Regions from separate parts of the Mus musculus genome. Here regions 1, 2 and 4 are each linked to region 3. Evidence: chromatin contacts called from public Hi-C and promoter capture Hi-C data. All regions are on one chromosome and are shown on one strand. The core of a region is the stretch at or near the end of the contact, and the rest is flanking DNA. Distances in the headings are between cores, read along the strand shown. Region 1 holds the start of Cd1d1 (CD1d1 antigen). Region 2 holds the start of Lrba (LPS-responsive beige-like anchor). Region 3 holds the start of Tmem131l (transmembrane 131 like). Region 4 holds the start of Rps3a1 (ribosomal protein S3A1).

Region 1 (2,700 bases), core at 34-2,533, 3.0 Mb after region 3:
AGCCAGGGTGAAAATAGCCAGCTGACCTTGCTTCTCTAGGTCTGACTTCCCTGCCTCTAGGAGACCACGGACAAATAGGGGGCAGGTGTCATTCAGGAGCATCTGCACGGTTGCACTTGTCCCTTGATCAGCGTTGAGCACTTTGATGGGCAAGTCTAACCAAGATGGGGCCCCTGGGACTGTCTGCCAGGACGTTCCCCAGAATCTCACGACATATTTTCCTTGAAATGCTACGTGTAAAAAGCTTTCCGAAGCATTCCCAGGGTACATTTCACAGCCCGCAGACAGCTGGATCTCAATGGGATCTGTAAGGAGGAGTAGGCAGAGACCAAAGAGTTCATGATTAAGGGATTTGGAAGAAAGGAATTGGTATGAAGATTATCGTTAAGTGCCAGTTGAGGAAAATGATCATGGTGCCCTAGAGCAGAAATGGGCTATTTTTAGAAGGGACAAGGGTTACTTTTAGACAGAAGTAAAACCATAAGGGTGGACAGAGAAGAGAAGCTATGCCCGATGCCCACAGTTATCCAGCTGGGGTCTGGATCACTCCTGCCCACTGGGTTCAGGGTTCCAACCCCTCCACTCACAGTCTTCTTTAGGTGACATCATTTTGACTAATTCCTGTATGTCCCTGGTAAAGCTGACTCGATAGACTTGAAACATATGCTGCAACTTCTCCCACTGCTGGTTACTCAACTTGCCCTGGGACCATGGCTTCGTGAAGCTGATGGTGGCTGAGTCATTACTCCAACGGTGAGTCTGCAGATCCCCCAGCCAGACCACGCTGTCTGTGCGGGACCAGCTTCTGTTTGCAAAGGAAGACATCTGCAGGCAGCGGAAGGTGTAATTCTTTTGCTGGGCTGGAAACAAAGGAAAAGGAAAGAACTTAGCGAGTGGGCTCAGTCTGAGGACAGACTGCAGTAGGAAAAAGCTCAGCTTTAGCTGCGCTTGCGGAAGGAAAGGCAGGCTCAGTGTAGTTCTGAACTGAGCTAAGCCCTGAGCCGCAGCCATACATTGCTCCTCCCACTGTTGTTGCAAGCCGGGAAGCCCACCTCCACCCGCCCACTACTGCACAGAGCTTGTAGCCAGCCTCTTTCTCCCTCCCTTCCTCCCTTCTCTAGATTGTGTGCGCTTTTACTCACTCACCTTCAGATTGTCCCCAGACCTGTAGGAATGCCCACAGCAACAGCCATGGTAGGTACCGCATAGCGCCAGAGTTCTACACAGCCCTCGGCTCCGACTTCTGCGCTTTACTCTGCTCCCGGACTGGTACACAAAGGCTCTGGGGTTTTTGGTGCAGAGCCAGCAAAACCCGGAAGGACGCGCAGGCACGATTGGTAAATTACTCTTTGACAAAGCCAAACCCCCTGGTAGTTGAGGGTTGGAGTGCAGCTTTACTCAGAACCGCTACGCAAACCACTTTTAAACAAAACAAAACAAAACAAAACAACAACAACAAAAATGTCTTTCCGTTATACTAAAGAATGAGGTTGAGACTATCGTCTCAATATCGAAAGCAAGACAAAATTGTATTTCGGTTACAACTCCGATGGTATTAAAAATGCAAGGGGAAAAATAGAAGGGACGTTTTGGTCTAGCTAGCAGGGGCTGTCTGCAGGTGCTCCATTTACAAGTTTGGATCCTCCCAGATATCTATAAATATCACATTAAAATAATGATAATGATAATAATAGATGTGATTCTTCTAGTGGTTCATTGAGAGGATAGGACTAGGCGGGTTAAGTTCCTTCATAGCTTTCGTATGCCCACAGTTTCCCATGTCAGATTCTTTTTCCCCTTACCCTGGTTTCTTTTCTCCCTTGCCTTACCTGCCCTCTGGCTGTCCCCGACTCCATTTTGGGAGAGTACAGGCATATTTTATTTTTAGTTTTTATTTTGTTCTGTATATTGTACTGTCATGATTTGCGAAAATCGAAGACTTGTGTCAGTCTGATGTGAGGAAAAGCCAAAAGTGACGAGATGTGCCCCCTCGAAGCGCTTCAGCACAGCGAAAACACGGGCCATACACCTGCAGACAGATGTCTTTCCCACTCACTCGCAAATACCGAACCTCTTGTTTTTGAGAACAGAGGTAAGATTACAGGGCGCGCCTGTGAGTTTGTAGGGCCATTCCCAACTTCTCACGCTTAAAACAAGTAGTGACAAAAACAGTTGCTCAAAATTTCAGTTACTGTGAGAAAGGAGAAGTCATCCTTGGTAAATCGTACTCCTGCAGCAAGCATCCTGATACCATCTTCCTCGTTCCTTTTTAGTCACCCCGTTGTATGCTTTGCTCTGTCTTTTTGCCTTGTCTCCTAAGTAGGCCTCTTCTCTATGTCTCTACCCTTAACATAACCGCAACCTTCTGCTTCAACTATATGAAATACCTTCCACGAGGTAGGAAAAAACCCCATCATTGATCGGTATAGCCTCTAGGATCATTCTGCCCATGCTCTGGCTTGCCTTGGAGCATCGTTTGGGACCCTACTCTAAGTCTCACATGCTTTCGTCCCTTAGATACAGCTTCTTCCTCAGATCTCTGCACAAATAGACCCCTTGGGGACCTCTGACCTCCAAGCGCCTGCCTAGTGTCCACTCAGACTTCAAACTCCAATGTAATTTTCTCAGAGAGCCTCCTCAAGCTTCCCAGACAGTGTGAATAAAGACTGGAAAGCTAGCCAGCCCATCTCCACACACTGG
Region 2 (2,700 bases), core at 111-2,610, 2.2 Mb after region 3:
AGAATACTAATAGAACAACTACCTCCTCTATGTTCATTTTATTTTATACTAATGCACCAGGATCAATGCTTTGCCATCATCAGAGGCAGTGAAGAGAATGACAACATTAGACTATGACAATTTGTACTGGCTTCAAATCCTCATTTATATATATTTAAAAGCATCTATAATGAGGCAAACTTAACTTCCACACTGGGAAATTGAGAGGAACCCCCTTTCCCATTTCCAGCCCCCCCCCAACCCCCCCGGTGAATCCCGCCTCCACAGCTCCGAGCAGCTGTCTGAGGAATGAATCCTCTACTCCTTAGAATGTGGGAGAGCTTTGCTGGGGCGGCAGCTGCCAGGCAAGGAATCCTCCCAGTCGCTGTCCCTCCCCTCCGAGCAGCGGCAGCTGCCAGGGCATCCCAGTGGAAATCTTTCCCAGTTAGCGCCGCGGGCGGGCAGGCAGCAGCTGAGCTCAGTCAGGGGTGGAGACTGCTCCCCAGAGGCTCCAGCGCCGCCACCTCAACGACTCCTAAGTCCCTCAGGTGTCCTTCTCCAAGTCCAACACGAGGACACCTTGACAACGTGGGGCGGGTACCCTCGGCGCTCAGAGACCTGCTGTTGCACAGCACCCGCCTCCCGTTCGTCGCCAAAGCACAGTCTGGGCGAAGAGTGCGAGGGAAAAGCGCGCCGCTCGCGGCTCTACCTGAGCAGCGCGCTCTCGAGGCGCGCTCCCGCCCGCGTGGCACCTCCAGCGAGCGCGCGTGCTCTGCTCCGCCACTCACCCGCGATTCTCCGGGCCCGCCCGCACGTCCCCTACTAAGCCGCCTCCGCTAGGGCGCCCGCCCGCTCGCTCGCTCGCCCGCCCCACCACCCCGCGCGCTCGCGCTCGCGCACGCGCACGCCGCGCCCGGCGGCCCTCGGCGCTGTCATGGCGGCGAGGAGCAGCTTCAGTAGGCATAGGGGTAGTCCCGCGCGCCGTAGCCCGGCGTTCTGTGGCAGTAGCATCCTCGGCCACCGCGGCGGCACGAGCCGCGGCGTCGCCCCCGCCTGCAGTAGCTGCGTTTGCAAGGGCTGAGCGCAGGGGTGGGGCGGCCTAGGGAAGCACGGAGTTCTAGGCAGCCGCCGGGCTCCCGGGGAGCGGACTAGGGAAACTTGAAGGCTGCGACCAGGTGCCTTGACCTTTCTCTCCCCGGTCCCGTCCCGGTCCCTGTCCCCGTCCCCGCAGGCGCGTCGGGCCTGCCTTCCCGCCCCAGCACACACCTCCCTTCCTCTCCTCAGCCGAGCTCAGGTGCCCGGGCGAGGTGCTCCACTCCTCCCCCTGGGCCGAGCGCTGAGGAGAATCACCGCCCCCTTCCCCCGCCTTTTCCTGCCCTGGATCTCCGCCGCCACCTCCGTCTCGCTGCGCCCCGGCGGGGGTGAGGACGAGGCCGGAGTCTCCGGGTGAGGAGGAACTTTGGACCTCAGTGGTCGCAGGGGCCCCCCGTCCTCTGCCGGCGACAGTCCCCCGCGGTGCACCTGCCCGCGCCCACCACCTGCGCGGGCTGGGGGGGGGGGGGGAGGAGTGAGCCTGCTCGCCGGCCTGGAGGACCCGCCTTCGGCGGAGCGGGCGATGGAGCCCGGGAGGAGCGGCCGGCCGGCTGGCCCTTGGGGTGCCCTTAGTAACTTATTTGACAGACAGTAACTATTTCCCTCTCCTCCCTAAAAAATCCCACGACAGACCTACCCTATTTAACAGATGTTTAATCTTCCAATAGGCTTTGGCGTTGTTGTCAGCCTCCGGGAGAGAGATTGGACAAATAGTCTCCAAGAGGAGGAGGGCGACGACCAAGGACTTTCCTGCTTTTTTGGGTTTCTCCGCAAGTTGGAACAGAGACCCTTTTTGGTTTAGCGTTTGCGTGTGTGTTGGTGCCTCTTCTCCGTGCAGCGACTGCTGGCCCAGGGTGACTCTGACTTGTCCTTTCTCGTGAACTAGTCATGGCTAGTGAAGACAATCGTGCCCCTTCCCGGCCACCAACAGGTGATGACGGGGGAGGTGGAGGGAAAGAAGAAACCCCTACGGAAGGGGGTGCGCTGTCTCTGAAGCCGGGGCTCCCCATCAGGGGCATCAGAATGAAATTCGCCGTGCTGACGGGGTTGGTTGAAGTTGGAGAAGTGTCCAATAGGGATATTGTAGAAACTGTCTTTAACCTGGTAAGTAGATCAATATTTTATAAGCATATACTTTTCTCGGTGAGTTGGGGAGCAAGACGAAGTTGGGGTCATGTGCTTCACTCAATCTAATGGCTTTTTCCACGGATAGACACAAAATTCTACTTGACCTAAATGGAGCAATTACTTGTATTTCAGTTTAAAGAGAATTATGCAAAATTTGATGCTTCAGGTTTTCAATGAACATGAACAGATCACCTTTGTGCTAATTAAGCAAGTGTTGATGTGGAAGTATATTTGTGTGTGTATGTGTGTGCATGTGTGTGTGTAGTCAGGTGTTCAATGGAGAATTTGGATGTAACTTTTTTTTCCTCTTGGAGTGTATGTTTAAGCCTGCGATTTTTCTCTTTAATATTTTGAATAAATGACTTTTTTTTTTTTGGACTTGGGAGCTAATGTAAGTTTTTGCCTAAGTTATGTTTTGCTATAGTTAGTTTTAAATACAGAATTCATGTTCATAGTGCTGATATAGGCTAACTTGTAAATTAGTATTTTTAAAATTCTGGC
Region 3 (2,700 bases), core at 152-2,651:
TGAAATTCAGGTTCTTAAGTGGGTGTGTTCTAACAGGAATTAAAGACATTTGGAGAAATTCCAAGATTATACTCCTTTAAAGTCACTTCTTCATCCCAAAGCTACTTAGGCTAATGGCAAAGTACCACTCACTAACATTTATGAAATCAATATTCCCATTGTGTTCAACCCTCCAGCCACTTGCCATCCACACCACACCCGCCTGCTTAGAGACAGCCGTGGAGACCCAGAAGCGAGTCCTCCGCCCACCCTGGCCCACTAACGAGCCAAGGAAGTCGCCACTAGCCAGGCGCAAGGCTGTGAGACACACAACCCTGCTGAGGTGGCCTGGACACCCACCTTCTGAACTTGGGGCGGCCCTGACTCACACCCTGTCACATGGCGCGGGAGCCAGGCTGAAGAGCCACCGTTGCCAGGTGTTCAGGCTCGGCACGACCGTTTATTTGCCTTGCAAAGTGACCCGAGCGCTCCTGTGCCATTGGGGGGAAGGCCGGCAACCTCCAGGCCTCTCCTCCCTCACACGCCCACACCCGCCCTGTCACCGGTCCTCCTCACCTGAGTGGGCAGCAGGAGTTCCCCTTCTTCTGCCTGCCACAGCTCCACCACGTTCGGCAAGGGCTCAAACGCTGCACGGACACCAAAAAAACACACCGCGTTTGTAATGCACGGCAAAGAAACGCTTCCTGTTTCCTCGCCCGTCCCCTCGTGCCAACCGCCTGCCCCCAAACAAGTCTCCTTCTCCCCTCGCAGGGCAGGCCACCCGAGGGGTGAGCCGAGGATGCAAATACAATGCCCAGCCGGACCCCGGGGTCCAGAAGATGAGGGCGTGCGGGCTTGGTCAAGACCAGGGCATGAGGCCGCCGCACCAAGCACGGCGCGACCCCCAAGCCACCGGGCTGGGGGAAACAAAGCTGCAGGAAGCCGGGCGCGGCGAGGCACCCGCGCGCCACACAAAGCGGGGGATGCGCCCGGGGCGCAGGGGCCCGCGCACAAAGGCTCCGGGGCGTGCGCGGCTAGCGGTCCCTGAGCCCCACGCTGCCCGCTCCTGGCCCGGCCTAGAGTCGCCGAGGGGACGCTGCGGTCGCAGGGCTGCAGCAGCCCGTCTTCCCCAGCCGCCCGAGTCCCCTTCCTCCGCGAACCCTCACAGATTTCAACAGTTCCCTAAAAGAAAGGGGGGGCGGGGCGGCGGGGACAGCCAGCCCCGACGACGGGCTGACCTTGTCCCTGAGCCCCTCCCGGACGGCAGCAGGACAGCAGGACCTGGAAGACGCCCAGCAGAAGGTTCACGGCAGCGGCCGTGCGGCGGTAGGCGCCGGACTGCGGGCGCCGGAGCCCCGCCATGCTGGTGCTCGCCGCGCTCGCTCGCAGCGATCTTGTTCTCTTGTTTGGTGGCGCCGCGGCCGCCAGGCCGCGCCCCGGGCCCGCCCCCGCGCCCTGGCCCCGCCCCGCCTCCGGGCCCGCCCCCCGCTGTTGGGCCCGCCCCCGCAGCTGTTGGACTGCTGCTCAGCGCCGGCGCGCCGCTTGCTCCCGAGCGCGTGTGCTCCGCAGATAGAAGGGGATGGAACGCGGCGGGGAGCGGAGGGACGAAGACAATGCGAACGCTCACAGCGCGCAGCACGTGCCCGAGGGCCCCCAGAAGCTTGACTCTGGGGGCTGGGGCTCGCGGCCCACGGGGAGAGGGTGTTGTCGTGAACTTTCATGAGGTTCTCTTTGTCGATGACACCCGGGCCACGGTGGGGGCACTAACCCCCCGGGGGGAGGGGTCCTGGGAATGAATCGTAGCCCAGCGCTTGGCCTTGAACAGGATATTAGTGGAAATATTGCTGTGGTTGTCAGGAAACGCGAGTGCAGCCGCACAGCTACTGCCTGTTATGCAGCGAGGATATCCGGTGGCTGCGAGGTCTGTAATTTAGAATAAAAAGCTCTCCCAACACCCGAGAGGCTGACCTCAGCGCCGCGTGGCGGTAATGCGCTCAGCGCCCTCTGTGGAGACGGTCCAAATCCTGACAGGTGGGAGAGCTTAGGTTAGACCTTCAAGAGCCCTGCAGATGGACCTGCAGAATCAGACTGCAAAAGTGAGCCAGCCACTTGCTAAACGTAGTTGAAGTGGAGGGCACAGATCGCCTGCCAGTTAACAATATTAATAAGTAGTGTAAGTCATACTTGGAAATTTATTTTCTGCCTCTGTTTTTTTTTTTTTTAAGTTGATTTGCTGTGTGCAGCAAACGTAGCTCGTATGAAACTCAGAGACTGTGAGCTTCAGGAAGTGATGGTGTACACCTGTCTGCTTACATTGATCTTCTGTTTAATTGCTTCTGGAGCCTTCCAGTCTAGACTATGGGAAAAAATGTAGTCTCATAGCAGGTCAGATGTTGGTCAAGGACAATATGAATGATGGATGCTCTCTTCATAATACCATACTGTGAACCTAATCTCTTTGTCTGGATGTAACTCTAAATGAGGTTAAACCACCTGATTTCTTTGCCATACTTAACACTTGATAAAAGCAAATGTCCACATGGAAATGTCATTTTGCTTTGTCCAACTTGAGCAGCTCCAATTATTTCTTACTCCCCCCCCCCCCAGATTGCTTGGGTGCATCCCTGGCAAGGATGTCCTGTCCTATCCCATTGGACCCTTTTTTTCCTCTTCATTTCACTTCTCTGGGTTTCTATTTGCCCCTCGGATACTGAAATTCCC
Region 4 (2,700 bases), core at 80-2,579, 2.1 Mb after region 3:
TTGAATTTTCTAAACGCAACTTCATCATTCTGTAGATCAGCAAGGCTCACTTCAAACACACGACCCTTGAGGCCATCAGAGGCAATTTCTAAAAAAGAACCACAAACCCTGTTAACTTGTTAACCAAACCCACCTTCACACCAGTGGCTTACTGCCAACACCTAAACGTTCTCTTGGACAGCTGTACAAACACTTCATTGCTGCCACATCTGTACTAAGACCAAGCACTCCCAATGCCAGGCCCTCCAACCACTGGGCTGACATTTCAATCCAGCGCCCCATCAGAGTTGACCAAGGCGCCGGTTAATATGCACATGCCACAGCTTAGGAACAAAGCAAAAGGGGCCCACAGTACTCACTGGTTCCTTGAGTCCTCGTGACTAGTGTCTTCCCGATGTTCCTAATATTGAACATGGCTGGAGCTTTCACATCGTACCAGTCTTTCTTAGAAAATGGATCGACCCTGGATGGGAGAAAAATAACCTCAAGTTTCTCTGTAAATTGTAACAACACTCCCGACCACTTTTAAACGCTTCTTATCCTTCAGACTTCTGTTAACAGTTTCCCAGGCACGATCTTGCAATCGGCCTGCACTTAACACGACGGACGTCCTCCCCGTGGGGTGAACGTCTGCGAGGCCGGCTGGTCTGCCAGTGCACAAAGCAGTAAGTTCGAAGCCATGCCTTCCCCACTCCTCCATCACACAGGCAGTACTATATACACACTGCCCTGGAACCTCAGGGACCTGTGACAGTGACTGGTCCGCAACAGCACAAACTGCTGCTAAACAAGTGTCCCGGGTCTCCAGGTCGGTCCCACGAGAGCCCAGCACACAAGTTGACATGGGGTCCCGACATGGACAGCCAGAGTGACTGACGTAGAGCGGTGTTAAAAAGTGCCACGGACTTCCAGCAACCCAGGAGCCCACAGTTCGCGCGCGACACGCGAGCGACTGCTAGAGACGCAGGGCGGAGATCACACGCGGCGCGCGACACCCGGCCGGGTGGCGGAGAGGCGGCCGCCCGGGACGCACCCGCCAGCCGCGCAGCGCAGCACCGCCGCGCAATCCACCCCGCATCCTCACCATCCGCCCCACGCCGCACCCCAGAACCCGCCCACCAACTCCTGCGGAGCCCAACGGCCGGGGACCCGCGCGATCCGCCACTCACACTTTCTTCTTAGCTCCCTTCTTGCCACCTTTCGTCAGGCGCTTGTTCTTGCCGACCGCCATGGTGCCGACCGGAGAGCCAAAAGGGCGGAAGTACAACTCGCGCGAGAACTTAACGCGAGCCGGGCGGGGAGCGCCGTCTACGTGACCCTTGCTCTTTCGCCCTTCCGGCTTTAAGAATCTCGCGACACTAGCTGGCGGCTCGTTTCCCGCCGTGCTGCGACAGCGCCCTCGTGTGTCGGGAGGTCGCGCAGCGGGCCGCGGGCTGGCTAGGCTGTGCATGGGAGCCTGCAGATTGTCAGAGATGCTCAACCCACTTCAGGTTTCTTGTGGTTTCCGTTGCCCCGAGGGTGGGAACTCTCTGTTTCTAATTTTGAGAGTACGTTTCTTCCCTAGACCATGGGCTTTGAATCAGAGATAGCAAATCCATGTTCAAATGGTGATTCCAACAGTACTTAGCCTTCTGACCTCTTTAGCCATCAGTTCCCTCGGGTGTAAAACGGGAATATTCATGTGATCTATTTCAAAACATTAGTGTAATTCAATAAGCATGACTTCGGGCACGCTGTTCACGTGCTGACTACTCTTGGGCTTGGCTGTGTTGTGAACTTTCATGAAAAAAGAGGCTTAGCCGTGTGTGCAATCCCAGAGCTCTGGAGGCAGGAGGACAGCAAGTTGGAGGAGAGCCTGGAGTATATGGTGAGTACTAGCCTGAACTACCTAGCAAGACAGACTGGGAAGGGGAGAGGAGAGAATATATATATACACACACACACATATATACATATGTAACTCTTACACATTTGTAATCACATTTTTTTTTTGTATGACTATGTGTGTGGTCCTGTGCCTCACAGGTCTCTGTGTGGAGGTCAGAGACCTATTCTCAAGAGTTGGTTCTCTTCTTCCACTATGTGGGTATAAGGCTCAGGGAGAGGCTGCCATCCTGCGCACACTGGCCCGCAGCGCTGCCATACAATGTGCCCTGCCTCCTCACTGCCTGAGAGGTCTCTGCAGGTGCCTTTACCAGCTGAGCCATCTCGACAGCCCTGGGTTTTTGGTTGGTTGGTTTTGTTTTTTCTGGGATAGGAGGAGTGTTTGGGTTTTTAGTGGAGTGGGGACTAGAGTGGTGTCCTGGAAAAGCCTCAGCATGCCTGAGACAACGGATTCCATCTCTAGCACCCCAAAAAGGCACAGTCGTGATCAATTGTTGTACCTAACTGCCCACCAATTTTCTTAATGCAAACCACCCCTTCCCCACTTTTAAAAGTGATGTCTTTATTTTTATTTTATATGGTTTGCCTGCATGTTTGTCTGTGTGAAAGTCCCAGATCCCCTGGAACTGGAGTTACAGACAGTTGTGAGCTATCATGTGGGTCCTGGGAATTGAACCTGGGTCCTCTAGAAGAGCAGTCACTACTACTCTTAACCACTAAGCCATTTCTCTACCTCTATCTCCACCCCTCCACATCCCCAAACCCCCACCATAAAAAATGGCTTCCCCATTCTTATGTTAGTATTTTTCAAAACAA

Evidence for each region. Promoter capture Hi-C pulls out the DNA fragments that hold promoters and counts their contacts. Hi-C and Micro-C count contacts between places; a contact is called where the count stands out from the background.
Region 1: a promoter capture Hi-C map of liver shows a contact between it and region 3, with 3 times the contacts expected there. The contact joins the promoter of Cd1d1 here to the promoter of Tmem131l in region 3. A contact is called at or near these places in 3 of 39 promoter capture datasets (liver and pre-B cells).
Region 2: a contact with region 3 is called in a Hi-C map of B cells, with 5 read pairs. The contact joins the promoter of Lrba here to the promoter of Tmem131l in region 3. A contact is called at or near these places in 1 of 39 promoter capture datasets (liver) and 1 of 484 Hi-C or Micro-C datasets (B cells).
Region 4: a promoter capture Hi-C map of pre-B cells shows a contact between it and region 3, with 10 times the contacts expected there. The contact joins the promoter of Rps3a1 here to the promoter of Tmem131l in region 3. A contact is called at or near these places in 5 of 39 promoter capture datasets (the C10 cell line, hippocampal neurons, liver and 1 more) and 1 of 115 datasets of contacts at active chromatin or transcription factors (astrocytes).

What each region holds. Positions count from the first base shown.
Region 1 is chr3:86,998,046-87,000,745 of GRCm38.p6, forward strand. It overlaps Cd1d1 (CD1d1 antigen), which reads right to left and starts at 1,284. Exons shown (of 6, transcript NM_007639.4): 1 at 1,147-1,284; 2 at 588-860; 3 at 27-305. The coding sequence starts at 1,207.
Region 2 is chr3:86,223,330-86,226,029 of GRCm38.p6, forward strand. Lrba (LPS-responsive beige-like anchor) reads left to right here and starts at 1,361. Exons shown (of 57, transcript NM_030695.2): 1 at 1,361-1,425; 2 at 1,740-2,175. The coding sequence starts at 1,960.
Region 3 is chr3:84,038,760-84,041,459 of GRCm38.p6, forward strand. Tmem131l (transmembrane 131 like) reads right to left here and starts at 1,402. Exons shown (of 35, transcript NM_172681.4): 1 at 1,218-1,402; 2 at 556-626. The coding sequence starts at 1,341. It overlaps Gm30352 (a long non-coding RNA gene), which reads left to right and starts at 1,462. Exons shown (of 4, transcript XR_867387.3): 1 at 1,462-2,152.
Region 4 is chr3:86,141,339-86,144,038 of GRCm38.p6, forward strand. Rps3a1 (ribosomal protein S3A1) reads right to left here and starts at 1,330. Exons shown (of 6, transcript NM_016959.4): 1 at 1,170-1,330; 2 at 360-463; 3 at 1-88. The coding sequence starts at 1,231.